5 separate regions of the Mus musculus genome follow, and regions 1, 2, 3 and 5 are each linked to region 4. A link is a contact called in public Hi-C and promoter capture Hi-C data. All regions are on one chromosome and are shown on one strand. The core of a region is the stretch at or near the end of the contact, and the rest is flanking DNA. Distances in the headings are between cores, read along the strand shown. Region 1 holds the start of Snx6 (sorting nexin 6). Region 2 holds the start of Baz1a (bromodomain adjacent to zinc finger domain 1A). Region 3 holds the start of Eapp (E2F-associated phosphoprotein). Region 4 holds the start of Strn3 (striatin, calmodulin binding protein 3). Region 5 holds the start of Nfkbia (nuclear factor of kappa light polypeptide gene enhancer in B cells inhibitor, alpha).

Region 1 (2,700 bases), core at 185-2,684, 3.1 Mb after region 4:
CAATATCCTGCACGGTTACCATCTATCCTGAATCCACTAACACCTGCATCTCTCACATTTTCTAGGATGGATAAGTAGCCGCAAAATAGAAAACAAAAGGAAAACTAGGCTAGGAGGCATGCACCACATCCACACTTGGGAGGCAGGAAAAAAATTGCTTTGTACAAGGAAACTTGTTTCAAACCAAGTTTCTGGACAAGTGTGAGCTGCTGAGTGATAAAATGGTGACAATGAAACTTTGCTTAGTGGCAGTCATACATTAGTAACAGTGCACCTGTACAAGGCTCTACATGCAATGCTATCTTTCACTAAGACAAATGGAGTGCTGCTGGGGGGATGCAGTGGGAGCGAGAAATGAGACCTTTGAACAAGGGGCAGGAAGCGGGGAGGGGGGAGAGTGGTCAAAGGATACAAACTTTCAGTTTTAAGTTCTGGATACTTAATGTACAGTGGAGTGACTAATAATAATGGATACTTGAAACTCTGCTGAGAGCAGACCAAGTGCTCTCCTCAAAAAAGAAAATGAAGGTACCTGAGTAAGGTCCCGAGTGAGGTCTGTGTTCATTAACTTGACAATGGTAATTATTTCACAACCTCTACACGCATCAAAATATCACGCTGTACATCTTTATATAAATTATTATTTTGTAAGTCATACCTTAACATGAGCTAGAGATGGGAGACAATATCGAGAGAATCCTGAAAAGGATGGGGATTGAGGAATATACTAGAAAAAGTAAAGATACTGAAAGCGACCCGTTCTTTAAAAATCTTTTAGGGCAAAACTGAGATTTGCTGATTGCAAAAAAATCATTACAAAAGAGTAAATTTAGACCAAATCCATACCATTCAGCAGAGAAAGGAGAAACGAGGTTCCAGAAAGCCACAGAAAGATTTTGACGGTACCACCGGGAAGGTCTGAAAATGGGTTTCGTGGCCCAGAGAGTCAAGGATGGGGGCGTTCCAACCCGGCCACCCCACCTGCAGCGGGGCCTGGGAAAAGCAAGCTCAGCACAGGGTTGGATCGCCCACCTAGGGCGAGAAAGCGGCCACGGGACCAGCGGAACCGAGAAGCGCCCGACCCCAGGGACGAAGGGCTGCAGAAGGGCGGGGCGCGCGTCGCGGAGGTCGGGAGGGCGACCCAGGGCGGCAGCGCAGCCTGGACCCCTTCTCGGGCCACGGCGGGGGAGGGACCGAGGGTCGAGACCACAGAAGACACAACTTACTCCGCGGTCTTCCTCCGAGAGGAAGTCGGGGCCGTCATCCAGGCCTTCCTGTGGGGTCGGCGGGCCCAGCACACCGAAGGGGAGGCAGGGAAAGGGGGAGACACAAAGAGAGACATTAGCGCCCAGCCCGCGCCGTCCCCGCGCCCGCCGCCCCCACCGCGCGCCCCGAGTTCGGCGCCGCCGTGAACACCCACCATCATGGCTGCTTCGAGTCCAGGGCTCGCGCAGTCGCACAAGCAAGGCCACGAACCTAGTCGGCCGCGCGGGTGGGGCGGAGGGCGGAGCCGAGCGCCAGCCCCGCCCCCCGCCCGCTCTAGGAGGGGGAGCAGTCCCTGAAGGGGAAAGGACGCAGGGTCCTTTGCTCCAGGTAAGAGGGAGGGTTGGCCCAGAGCGATAGTCGCTGCTCACTGCTGGCGAGCTCAGGCTTGGGAAGGCCCCAGGGCCACCCGGAGAACGGTCCACGTCTCTTGCCCCCGAGGGCCCCTAAAAAACTGTACCAGTACTCCCAGGAAGTCACAGTAAATATTCTTGTCTTTGTATTGAGTTACATGATGATTAATCACCATTAATACCATATTGCCTGTGGAAGTTTCAGGAGCCAAAAGCCTTCACACAATAAGCAGACAGGGGCTATAATCAAGCTTTTACTGCTGGGGAAGTAATAACTACCTCAGTTTGGGGTGCTAATGACCGAGCACTATAAAAACAGAGCCGTTCTCATTACAAGAGTATTCCTTGCCTGTATACTAAGAAACAATCGCCAGACCTGATCTAACTGTCCAGCTGAGTAGCAGGAAAGGAGCATCCACAGATGCTTCAAGAAAATAATCCCTTGGGCCAGCATGTTGGTTTAGCAGTGAGGAAAAGTACTTGCTGCTAAGCCTAGAGGCCTGAGTTCAAGCCCCAGGACTGACCCACAAGGTAGAATGGTACTGCAGATTGTCCTTTCACACACACAAAACCAATAAATAAATAAATTTTATAAAAATAATCATTTCTAACTTACCACACTTCACTTCTACAAAGGATCACTCAAGCAAAGCTGTGTCTCCACTTTTATTTATTTATTTATTTATTTATTTATTTAGAGACAGGGTTTCTCTGTATAGGCCTGGCTGTCCTGGAACTCACTCTGTAGACCAGGCTGGCTTCTGACTCAGAAATCTGCCTGCCTCTGCCTCTGCCTCCCAAGTGCTGGGATTAAAGGCGTGTGCCACCACCGCCCGGACTATTGTGTCTCCACTTAATGACATCATCACTCTCAAGGTCCAAGCCTGGTTTCGACTTGTCCTCTTCAGATCCTTCATCTCCTCATGCCTCACATCCAAACAAATACCACCGTGTCTGCAATTGACTCATTTTCTCCACCTCCCTTCCTACACATATACATGTAAATAACGATCTGCTGGTGTGAATCTTCTCTCCACCCCTGGCCTTACTAGCATCTCAGCCTTCCTGGCTCTGACAATGACAC
Region 2 (2,700 bases), core at 166-2,665, 3.3 Mb after region 4:
CCACCGCCTAGCTCTTGGTGCTCGAAAGGAAAACCAGGGGCGTCCGGGACCCCGCTATCTCCCACTCCTTTCCCCACGCTCCGCTCGACTACTCCCTCGCAGGTCTCCTGGGGGCGGAGACGCCGAGTTCCCCGGGGACCGGAGTTTAGTCACCAAGAAGAGGCGGTGACAGAGCGTGGCTCTCGTCGCACACTCCCAGGCCTAGGCGGCGCGGGACGCGAGGCCGCCGCTCAGGACACCCGTGCCCCAACGCTCCCCGGCCCCGTCCTCCCGGCCGGTGAAGTAACCCCTTTGCCCCCAACGCGGAGCGAGCCTCCACTCCCGCCCCGTCCCCACCTCAGCCCCGGCAGCCTCCCACTACCAAACGTCAGAAGCCACGCGCGACCGCGAAAAACCCAGTCCGGGGCCAGCCCGCTTCCTGCCCTCGGGCTCGGAGAATCCCTCTCCGGGCTGAGGCACCGGGGCGGCGCGCGGGCTGACCCGGCGGGGATCCCGGAACCGGCGGCCGAGCGCGTGCGGCCACGGCGGGGAGGGGCGAGGCGGGGAGTTTCCGCCCGCCCGGGCGAGCGCGGCGGCTCCGAGCGGTCGCCGGCCTCCGCGGGCCCCGCCGCCAGCCGCCCCACGCGGTCACGGCGCGCGGGGGATGGGCGGCCCGGCCACCCGTCACGAGCCCCGGGAGAGAAAGAGGAGACAGACAGACAAAAGGGCGCGGGGGCGGCTGTCCCCGCTGCGCGGCCGGCCTTACTCGTAGTGGCGGAAGATCTCGTTGGTGACTTTACAGTAGAAAACTTCCTCGTCCGGCCGCAGGTCCCCCGGCGGCTTCTGCCTCACGAAAGGCTTTCGGTGAAGCAGCGGCATCTCCCGGCTGCGCGCGTCCGCCCGCGCCCCTAGCAAATTGGAGGGAAAGGAGAAAGCCGGTAAGGTCGGGGAGCGCCGGGGCGGCTCGGCTGCCTTTTGTGTGACAGACGAGTCCGGTCCTCCCCGCCGCCGGGGTGCCCAGTCTGTCGGGCGGCCGCGGCCCCGGCGCGCCCCGCGGGCGCCTCACAATGGGGCGGACGCCCGGCGGCGGGCGGTGCGGCGGCTCCCCCCCCCACCCCCCAGCGCCGCTCCGGGCCGCCGCACCACCGGTCCCGGGACTCGCAACGTGCTCGACGCATCCCCGGGGCTAGGCGGCCACGGAGCCCGGGCGCCGCCGCGCTTTGTTCCCGGTTCCCCGGGACGCCGGCTGGCGAGCCCCTCACCTGCGAGCACTTGCCCGCCGCCGCACCTTCCCACGAGGAACGCCGCGAGGTCCCGGCCCGCCCCGCCCCGGAGTCTCTCCCGGCCGCCGCCGCTCCCGCTGCCACTGCCGGGCTCCGCGCGGGGATCGCGTCCCGCCGGCACTTCCCCGCCTCTCCGCGCTCCCGGGAAGTTTCTGAGCTACTTTCGGCTCTGAAGGAGGAAGAGCTGTGGGGAGGAGCTTTTCGCTTCTCGCTTCTACCTTTTTATTGGCTACTGGATGACTTTTACAGCCTGTCACTGATACAGGAAGAGAGGGCGAAGAGCCTGGGAGAGCTACATTATTAATTAATGGAGCAACCCCTCGTGAGGAATCAGAAGCATCCTCCATGTTTGAGATTATCGGCCAGAAGATCTGGGGAAAGCGCTAGTGTTCCTTAAACACATGGCAGACAAAGTAAAGTCTTCATCTTTTCCAATGGGCCACCAGCGCCCAGCTATTGAGTTGAAAAGGGGATTCCGGCTCCGATTTAAATTGCGTTTTGAAGAAAGGAAGAATAAGAAACGAAATCGCTAAAACCCTCAAAGTATTTTGCATGCGTAATCATCCATCTTGAAAGAAAGAACTTTTTTTGACACCAGTCCTTCTTGATACTTAAAACAATTCAAAGAGTTTGATAGCTCAGGAAAAGACAAAAGTTTGAAATGTCATCTCACTTATATGATCCCCCTACATATTTAAAACTAAACCCAGAATTTTTAAAAAGTATAAGTAACTTATAATCTACAAGTAACTTAAGGTCAATTTTCAGTTCAATTAGAGTCCTAACGATGTTAAATTTACTACCGAGATGTCTCATTAAACAATTTTCCCATATCAGTAATTTTCACAAATGAAACCAAATTTAATTCTTATAAGACTTGGGACTTTTGAATTGAAAAGGATATTCTAAGTTAGAAGTCATTCAGAATGTTCACCAACTTTTAATAATTTTTGCCATCACTCTATTTGCTTATTTGCAAATTAACATGTAAGAATGAGTCTAAAAGTATAACTGAGGAATAGTCTTCCAGTAAAATGTTACTTTTTTTCCTAATTACTAATGCTGTGAAATGATTTTAAAAACTGGGATCTTCTATAACTATTTGTATGTGGGTGGTGGTGTTTAAGACTATTTACCAGTTATGAACTTCTCAAACTACTATGATTATAGAACGAGTAAAATAATACTTGGTGAAAGTCTGTTCTATGGCACTAAAAAGCAGTTAATAGTGTGTGTGCATACACATTTCTGCATGAGCATAGCCACAGAAGCTTACAAGTCTCCCAGTGGCAAGTATATACGTAAGACTGTATGCTTTTCAGAGAAGTACACAGTACACACTTAAAGACTTGGTGTTTTGAAAATTGACCTCCAAATTTCTGAGTTCGAGGCCAGCCTGGTCTACAGAGTGAGTTCCAGGACAGCCAGGGCTATACAG
Region 3 (2,700 bases), core at 113-2,612, 3.0 Mb after region 4:
CCAGCAAGATAACTCAGCAGCAGACAAAGGGCTTGTCACCAAGCCTCATGACCTGAGTTCAATTTCTGGGACCCACATGGAAGGAGACAAGTTGTAGATTAAGACGCGGAGAAAAAAGCCAGGCGTGAGCTGGGCGTGGTGGCGCAAGCCTTTAATCCCAGCACTCGGGAGGCAGAGGCAGGTGGATTTCTGAGTTCGAGGCCAGCCTGGTCTACAAAGTGAGTTCCAGGACAGCCAGGGCTATAGAGAAACCCTGTCTCAAAAAAAACAAAACAAAAAAAAAAAAAAAAAAAAAAAAACTGCGGGAAAAAGAACAACAAAGCAAAAGCCAGCTGCAAGAAATGCCTTGGACATTTTTTTCTTGTTTTAAGACAAAATCTTACGTAGCCCAGAACCAGCTTTGAACTCTTCACCCTCTGGCCTCCTAAATGATGGGATTATAGGCATACACTACCATGTCTGACTTAATTCATTTAACTTTTAAATTACAGTTTTAAAAATGTTGTGTATAGCCGGGCATGGTGGCGCATGCCTTTGGTCCCAGCACTTGGGGGGCAGAGGCAGGCGGATTTCTGAGTTCGAGGCCAGCCTGCTCTACAGAGTGAGTTCCAGGACAGCCAGGCTATACAGAGAAACCCTGTCTCGAAAAACAAAAGAAAGAAAGAAAGGAAGAAAGGAAGGAAGAAAGAAAGAAAAATGTTGTGTATATGGGCATATGGGTGCTATGGCATGCGTGTGGAGATCATAACTTAAAAAAAAAAAAAAAGCCCATTCCTTTTTTTTTTTTTTTCCATTCTCTATTCCCTAGTTTCTACTTGACAGTCTTCAAGATAAGTACTTCGTGCTAAGGGCCAGGCCCTCACTAGCTTAGGACACTGTCCCATACTTGTATTTCCATTTACAGATGCGAGGCCGAGAACTGACTTGCCTTCGGTCACAGTGCTAGTAAACGGTAAACAGGGTTCCATCTAAGGCTTCACGCCTGGGGGCCCACGTAATTCCGGAACATCCCTCTTCCCGCACTGCTGTCCATCCTGGTTCCCTAGAGACTGAGCAGCGCCATCAAGCGCCCCGAGGCTCCCGCAAGTGAAGCGGACGACACTGCGCCCAGGGACGGCCGGCGCGAACAACACAACGGCCTCAGCCAAGGCAGGGCGGAGACGCGGGGCAGCGGCCCACCTGCTCAGAGCCGGCTCCTCGTCGCTCGGCTCTTCCACCGCGTACGGGTCATAGTCATCCTGGAGTCGGTTCATGGCGACCTGAGGACGCCTACACCGCCCCGGCGTCTGTGTACTCCGCCAGCGCCTTCCCCAAAGCTTCCCGGAGACTCCACTTCCGCCCGTACTGCGAGTCCTTCCTGTGCGCCTGCGCAAGCCGTCCAGTGACAAGGATGCAAGAGACGGGGCGTGCGGAGGGTCAATGTTAACACGTCTCTACGTTTTCTTTTCCGCTGAAAATAGCAGTTGTCTTTGTGCATTTTTCTTCTCGCCGCCGCCGCCGCCGCCACCTCCTCCTCCTCCTCCTCTTAACTTAAGCTTTATTTAGGTTTTGAAAAGGTCTCACTAACCCAGTCTAACCTGTAACCAGTTATGTAGCCCAGGCTGGCTTCGCTCTGCTTACCGTGACCTGCGGAGAGCTGAGATTACAGTTGTATATCACTATCCAGTCAGATTTATTTCTTCAAAGTTGTTATCTTAGCCCTTCTCTCATGGTTTTTATTAGGTTTATTGGCTGTGTGCAAGTAAATAATGTATAATAGACCTACTCAGAAAAACACCACGGAAAAACGATTTTTCTTTTACTAGTTAAACTTAACAAGGGTGGATCTCTTAGAATCCTGTCCTCCGCTAGCAGAAACTGAATTGAGCTAAAAAAAACTTTTTCTTTGCCCAGAGCCTGGGCAGAAGCTTAGGTTTTGAATTCCAGATTCGATTGCCCACTACCAACAAACCCCGCCCCCGCCTCACAGCCTTAGTGGGCGGAGTCGCGTTGAGGGGCCTACAGACGAGTTCCCGCGGCGTCACCACAAAGGCGTGGAATATGTAGATGAGAATTTCACGCAAAGGCTACCGGTTCTCCCTAAATAGACATTTTTTTCCGTTATTGATAATATTTACATAATATAAGCGTATATTTATGGATCAAGGTTAGAAAAGAGAATATAATGTAGAGAAGACGCATTGAGGAAGAGACCGTAGTTATAAAGTAAGTATACAATGATGGAGAGCCTGCACACGGCACTCGCAACTCATACTTACCTGGCAGGGGAGATACCATGATCACGAAGGTGGTTTTCCCAGGGCGAGGCTCATCCATTGCACTCCGGATGTGCTGACCCCTGCGATTTCCCCAAATGCGGGAAACTCGACTGCATAATTTGTGGTAGTGGGGGACTGCGTTCGCGCTCTCCCCTGGCATTTTTGTTGAAAAAATAGAAAACATTTACTTTAGCATTGCGAAAGACTTGCTTTCTACCTGGTGTTTTAGTTTTTTTTTTTTTTTTTTTTTTAAAGATTTATTTATTTATTATATATAAGTACACTGTAGCTGTCTTCAGACACTCCAGAAGAGGGCATCAGATCTCATTACGGGTGGTTGTGAGCCTGGTTGCTGGGATTTGAACTTCGGACCTTCGGAAGAGCAGTCGGGTGCTCTTACCCACTGAGCCATCTCACCAGCCCTAGGTTTATTTTTGAATGA
Region 4 (2,700 bases), core at 90-2,589:
CCCGCAACTGTCACCTTCCAAAAGTTAGGATAACCCAAGTCTGTCAGAGGATCACATTAAGTGGACATTTAACTCCGTTTTAGCTTGTACTAAGCGATAAGTACGGTCTACTTCAAATTAAGACCAATTCTTTCCGCAGACATTTCCTAAATACTGTACTGACAGCCCAGCTTTGCTTTGCATCAGTAAAAACATGAATATAGTAGGGAACTCTAGAGAAGCCGACTCAAGAGAGAAATATTCAGTTAAAGTGTTGATGAATCAGTAAGCGCTAAAGGAAATCCAAGTGAGTAGAGCGGCATCGCAGGTACTTAAAGGAGTTGAGGATGGGAAGGCAAACTTGTCCGGCCGGCCGCGAGCCATTGTGCGCGGCGGTAGCCCGAAGCGGCGTGGCTGTCAAGGGGCAAGTGCGTACCGAGGCGCGGGGGAGGGGGCAGGACGCCACATCGGAAGGGGGTGCAGGAGCCAGGAGGCAAAGACGCTCATCCCAGGCCCTCTCCGCGTGGCCTCACCCTCAAGGGGACCCACAAGCGCAAACTCAGTGCCTAGCGGGCCCACGCCAGACTCTCGCCCAGAGGCGCTGGGCCCAAACCCCGGAGGCCCAGGAGAGGTGGCTCCGGAGGAGCCCTGCGGACGCCATGCTAAAAGCCAAAATGGCTGCCCCAAGGATGCCCGCAGCGCGCCGCCCGTGAGGAGGGAGCCGGGCGCGCCGTCACCGCTCGCCGGCCGGAGCGGCTCAGGTAGGTCCCCTCCGCCCTTGAGGGCACGGGCCTCAGCCCCGGCCCCACCCCCGCGGCCCGTGGCCCCGGCCCCAGCTCGCAGTCGAGAGGGGTGACGGGTGACGTACCTGCAGCTCGGCCCGCTCCACCTCCCAGTGCGCCCGCTCCATCTCGAAGCGAGCCCACTCGTGCTGGATGTAGTGTAGGATCCCCGGGATCGTGTACTGTTGCGGCCGGGACAGCTCCGGGCCTGCCGGGGGCCCCGCCGCCTCGGCGGCCGGAGGACCCCCGCCGCCCGGCGCTCCGTTCGCTCCCGGCGGCAGGCTCAGGTTCCCCCCGGGTCCCTGCTGCGGCCGGGGAGGGGCTGCCATCCCCTGGCCGCCGCCGCCGCCTCCGGCCAGCTCGTCCATTGTGTGTGGGGCCCCGGCCGGGGCGCAGTGCCAGACGCCGACAGCTGCGGGGAGGGCCGGGACGGTGGCCCCGCGCCGACCGCAGGGCGGGGGGCCGGCCGGGAGACGGCCGGGGAGGGGGTCGTTGCCGTGTGCTTGCCGCGGATCAGAGCAGGGAGCTGCCGGCCGCCGCCATTACGGTACCTCCTCCATCTGCCCGTCTCACTCACTCACTTTGGGGGAGAGGGGGGCCGCGGCGGGAGGAGGAGGAGGGACGGAGGAGGAGGAGGAGGGACGGAGGGCCGCCGCTCGCGCACGGCACGCTGGGTAGAGAACGCCGCTGCAAGCCGCACTCCGGAGAGCCAAAAAGAGTCCGGCCTCACCCCACGCAGGCGCACTGAGGATGGACCGCTCTTCGGGAGGCGGGGAAAGGCCTGGGCCCCGCCCCAACTCGGGCGCCGGGCCCCAGCTTTTCTACGCCTGTGGAATCTGGATGCTGCCTTGACTTTGGGGAAGCGCGTGGGCGTCGGGCTTCCGGGTCGTTTTCCTCACGCACGTATCCTTAGGGGCAGCGTGGGTCTCAGCTGAGGGCCTGGGCTCTGGAGCTGCGTGCAAGGCGTCCTCCGTACTGCCCTGGAATTCCTGACGTTTCTCTAGAATTCCTGGCGTGTTTTGCTCAGTCCCAGAGGGTCGGGCCTCTTTTCTGCCTGTCACTCACTTGACCTCTGGTTTCGTGGCACCAGTCAGTCTGCAGGATTCTGGAGACGTCTACGTTTGGCAAATAGCCCAGATTCTTCCGGACTTTCTCACTGGCTCCTGGGCTTCGTCGCAACCTGCTTCTTTGGTCCCACTTCGGTGCTCCTGGCCGCCCGTTGTAACTTCTTAAGTCTTTATTATTCTGAGATTCTCTGTGTTTGAGCTATTGCTTTTTTTTTTTTTTTTTTTTTTTTTTTTTTTTTTTTCCTGAAGAAGTTGTGATATCTTGAATTCTTGAGAATAGTGGGTTGGATGGCAAACGATAACTTTCAAAGAGACTGATGTTTAGAAGTCAATGAACGCAGATATTGTCATTAGTGGCAGAAATTTTGATCGAAACAAAATGAAAGTATTGTAAATAGAACTTAAGATGAACTAAATCAACACAACGATATCTTTCTTCATCATTAAATGGTTTTAGAATGAAATACTACATACACAAAGGGTCAGTTTTTAGGTGCTATAGTGTGCATTTTTCTGTAAGTTCTTTTTTTGGTTTTTTCGAGACAGGGTTTCTCTGTATAGCCCTGGCTGAACTGGAACTCACTTTGTAGACCAGGCTGGCCTCGAACTCAGAAATCCGCCTGCCTCTGCCACCCGAGTGCTGGGATGAGAGGCGTGCCACCACGCCCGGCTTTCTGTAAGTTGAGGTAACAGCCTGGCTACCGGGCTTGGTGAACCATGTCTTTAATCCCAGCACTCGGGAGGCAGAGGTAGACAACCTGATCTCTGGGTTTCGTTTCAGACCAGCTTGGTCTGCAGAGTTCCCAGACAGCCAGGACAACAGAGAAACCCTGTCTGGAAAAGCCAAAAAAGGAAAGAAGAAGAAGGAAAAA
Region 5 (2,700 bases), core at 1-2,500, 3.8 Mb after region 4:
AACCCCAGACACCTCCCGCTATGGAATCTGATCCTCCCATTTGTCTCTTAGGAGATCAGGCAAACAGGAGGCCCTAGGTGGGTCATAAAGACCTCACTAAACCCAAGGGATTTTTCTTCTGGTTCTAAGACGTTGGCTGATTTGAATGCAAAAGGCCAAGGCAGATAAGAACTAAGTGACTATTAATTTAGAAACGCTTTGGGGGCGACCGTGCTACATCTGACTCCACCAAGGGGTCAAAGAGGGCACCCGCGGGGCAAGCAAGCAGCGCACCTGCTGCAGGTTGTTCTGGAAGTTGAGGAAGGCCAGGTCTCCCTTCACCTGACCAATGACTTCCATGGTCAGCGGCTTCTCTTCGTGGATGATTGCCAAGTGCAGGAACCTGAGGGATGACAGGGAAACCCCCCGAGGGGTGGTGAGCACACTGCGTGGGGGGGGGGGAGGCGCGGGCTGGAGGTGGGGTTGGAGGGGGGATTGCGCAAGGCCGGGGTTTCTGGAGGCCGCGGCCGCGGTGTTTTCCGCGAGGTTATTATGAGCTGAGTGTTCCTGGCAGCCGCCCAGGGACTTTCCGTGCCCCACCCCCTCCGGGCGGGCGCCGGCCAGACCGGCCCGCCCTCCGCCGCCCGGAACGCCCTGTACTTCCCCTCGCGGCCGCGCGGCGCCCGGCGGCTGCGCGCCACCGCTGCCAGGCCGGGACTTTGCGTCCTCGCCGCCGCTGCCGCCCCGCCCCCCCCGGCCTGCGCTCGGCGACTCCGGGTCCGGGGACAGGGGAGGAGGGGGAGGGGGGAAGACAGGCGGCCCGCCGCAGCCCCGGCGCCCCGCAACCCCGGCGCCCTCGCCGTGCAGAACCCCGAGCGCGCTGCAGGCCCCGCGCGACCCCCACCGGTGCCCGGCGCCACTTACGAGTCTCCGTCCTCCGTGAGCTGCTGCTTCCAGGGCTCGGCGGCCAGCGGCGCCTCCTGCGGCTGCAGGCGGATCTCCCGCAGCTCCTTCACCATTTGCTCGTACTCCTCGTCCTTCATGGAGTCCAGGCCGCTGTCGTGGCGATCGTCCACCAAGCGCTCCTTCTTGAGGCCATCCCGCGGGCCCTCCATGGCCCAGTCCTGGCCGTGCCCAGCTGGCTGAAACATGGCTGTGCGGGGCTGAGCGGGTGCAGGCTGCAGGCTGCTGGCGGCTGGCTGGCGAGGTCTGACTGTTGTGGGCTCGGCAGCGCCGCCGCGGCGCCCTATAAACGCTGGCAGGGGATTTCTCAGGGGCGGGGTCAGGCGCGGGGAATTTCCAAGCCAGTCAGACTAGAAAAAGAACTGGCTCGTCCTCCACTGAGAAGCCTAAACCCAGGGCCGGGGTTCATCGGAGAAACTCCCTGCGATGAGCCACTGGGGTCATGCACAGGGAACTTTTTGATGAGCCCTGAGTGGCTGGAAAGTCCTCCCGACCAGGCCCCCTCCCTCTAGGTACTTCCCTGCAGCCTGCACTCAGTAACCCCAGCCCTCTGCAAGAACCCTTCTTTCCCTGGGGTTTCCCACCGGGCGATTTTGGTTTGGGGTCCCAAGCTGCGCAGCTTCCAAGGACGCAGACCTGCTAGGCTGTTCCTCTTAGCGATTTGCCAGTTTGCAGGTCTTTTCCGGTTTTTGATCTTTTTGAAAACCCAAGAGTGGAAACGCTGGCTAGGTGCAGGGATTCGCTTCTCCTAAATTTCTGCGACGACGGACATATGAGTGGTTCCGGGGCCGGCTGTGTTTTGTCTGTTCCAGGCCCTTTGCAATGCAGGGACATTTGGCTGTCCTTCACTCCTACTCCATGAAGCTGTAAAAACTTTGGCATTAAAACAAACAAAACCACCACCACCACCAACAAAAACCAAGAGCTTGGAGAACCCCTAGATTATTTCCTAGGGGTCAATAATCTTGCCCCCCCCCCCGGGGGAGGGGCAAATCCTAGCTCCGTATGGGAACCACATTTTTCCCCAAGTAATGCAAGCTGTTAATCTTAGTAGAAGTTGTAGTTTCCTTGCAACCGCAACTGTTGCGTTCTTGCTGTCGGAGTTAACTTGTTGCAGAGAATGAAGCCGGAGCTTATTGTGAATGCCTAGCAGAGCAATTGACTTAGTGCCCTAGCCAAGGCTGGCCTCTCAAACATAGCTAAAAAAGTAACTGTGAGGTATCCTGCAGGAGGCTCAAGATAGTCCTAACACAGACCCCATCTGAAACCTGCTGCTTCTATCAGCTTCCTTGCTCCCAAGGGACCGCGGCATTATGGGTAGCTGCTCCCCCAAGAAAGGGATTTGGGCCTGTGAGCCTCTAGTTTAACCGGCAAAAGTACAAATGTTACTTCCACCCCACCCCTACTTAGGGAAAATTAAAGCAACGTGGATCAGAGTTTGTCAGACCAGATCCAGGAGGCCTCTCTAGTTCTGCATAGATTTCTGGTGAGATGTGAATGATCTTTTTCTTAATGAGCCTTATGTCAGCTTTCCTCTCTTTGGAATTCCAGCGCCTCCCCCTGAGTATGCATGTGAAGACACTGAGGGAAAAGATTCAAAATCCAGGAAAAACCAAAAAGCCTCCAGACAGTAAGGGCCAGGTTAAAGTTAAAACTTCCTCAGCGAATTCTCCTTTTCCTCTCAGTGGCAAGTTGGATCTGCAAGTGTAATTGAGTGGGACATAGTGAGATTGATCATGAGCAGGACATCTCAATTCC

What was found. Promoter capture Hi-C pulls out the DNA fragments that hold promoters and counts their contacts. A called contact is a pair of places that touch in the nucleus more often than the background predicts.
Region 1: a contact with region 4 is called in a promoter capture Hi-C map of pre-B cells. The contact joins the promoter of Snx6 here to the promoter of Strn3 in region 4. A contact is called at or near these places in 3 of 39 promoter capture datasets (cranial neural crest, pre-B cells and second pharyngeal arch cranial neural crest).
Region 2: a contact with region 4 is called in a promoter capture Hi-C map of pre-B cells. The contact joins the promoter of Baz1a here to the promoter of Strn3 in region 4. A contact is called at or near these places in 3 of 39 promoter capture datasets (the C10 cell line, cranial neural crest and pre-B cells).
Region 3: a promoter capture Hi-C map of neutrophils shows a contact between it and region 4, with 3 times the contacts expected there. The contact joins the promoter of Eapp here to the promoter of Strn3 in region 4. A contact is called at or near these places in 13 of 39 promoter capture datasets (the C10 cell line, HPC-7-derived erythroid cells, cranial neural crest and 8 more), 1 of 484 Hi-C or Micro-C datasets (B cells) and 4 of 115 datasets of contacts at active chromatin or transcription factors (cardiomyocytes, embryonic stem cells and stem cell-derived epiblast-like cells).
Region 5: a Hi-C map of CD4 T cells shows a contact between it and region 4, with 5 times the contacts expected there. The contact joins the promoter of Nfkbia here to the promoter of Strn3 in region 4.

The regions. Positions count from the first base shown.
Region 1 is chr12:54,794,228-54,796,927 of GRCm38.p6, forward strand. Snx6 (sorting nexin 6) reads right to left here and starts at 1,435. Exons shown (of 14, transcript NM_026998.3): 1 at 1,421-1,435; 2 at 1,227-1,274. The coding sequence starts at 1,426.
Region 2 is chr12:54,984,921-54,987,620 of GRCm38.p6, forward strand. It overlaps Baz1a (bromodomain adjacent to zinc finger domain 1A), which reads right to left and starts at 1,416. Exons shown (of 27, transcript NM_013815.2): 1 at 1,242-1,416; 2 at 746-887. The coding sequence starts at 858.
Region 3 is chr12:54,694,532-54,697,231 of GRCm38.p6, forward strand. It overlaps Eapp (E2F-associated phosphoprotein), which reads right to left and starts at 1,363. Exons shown (of 6, transcript NM_025456.4): 1 at 1,180-1,363. The coding sequence starts at 1,253. It overlaps Gm22513 (a small nuclear RNA gene), which reads left to right and starts at 2,251; the gene lies at 2,251-2,414.
Region 4 is chr12:51,690,575-51,693,274 of GRCm38.p6, forward strand. It overlaps Strn3 (striatin, calmodulin binding protein 3), which reads right to left and starts at 1,340. Exons shown (of 18, transcript NM_052973.2): 1 at 848-1,340. The coding sequence starts at 1,129. It overlaps Ap4s1 (adaptor-related protein complex AP-4, sigma 1), which reads left to right and starts at 392. Exons shown (of 6, transcript NM_021710.4): 1 at 392-740.
Region 5 is chr12:55,491,397-55,494,096 of GRCm38.p6, forward strand. It overlaps Nfkbia (nuclear factor of kappa light polypeptide gene enhancer in B cells inhibitor, alpha), which reads right to left and starts at 1,251. Exons shown (of 6, transcript NM_010907.2): 1 at 904-1,251; 2 at 274-382. The coding sequence starts at 1,130. It overlaps Gm36634 (a long non-coding RNA gene), which reads left to right and starts at 1,899. Exons shown (of 3, transcript XR_381610.3): 1 at 1,899-2,700.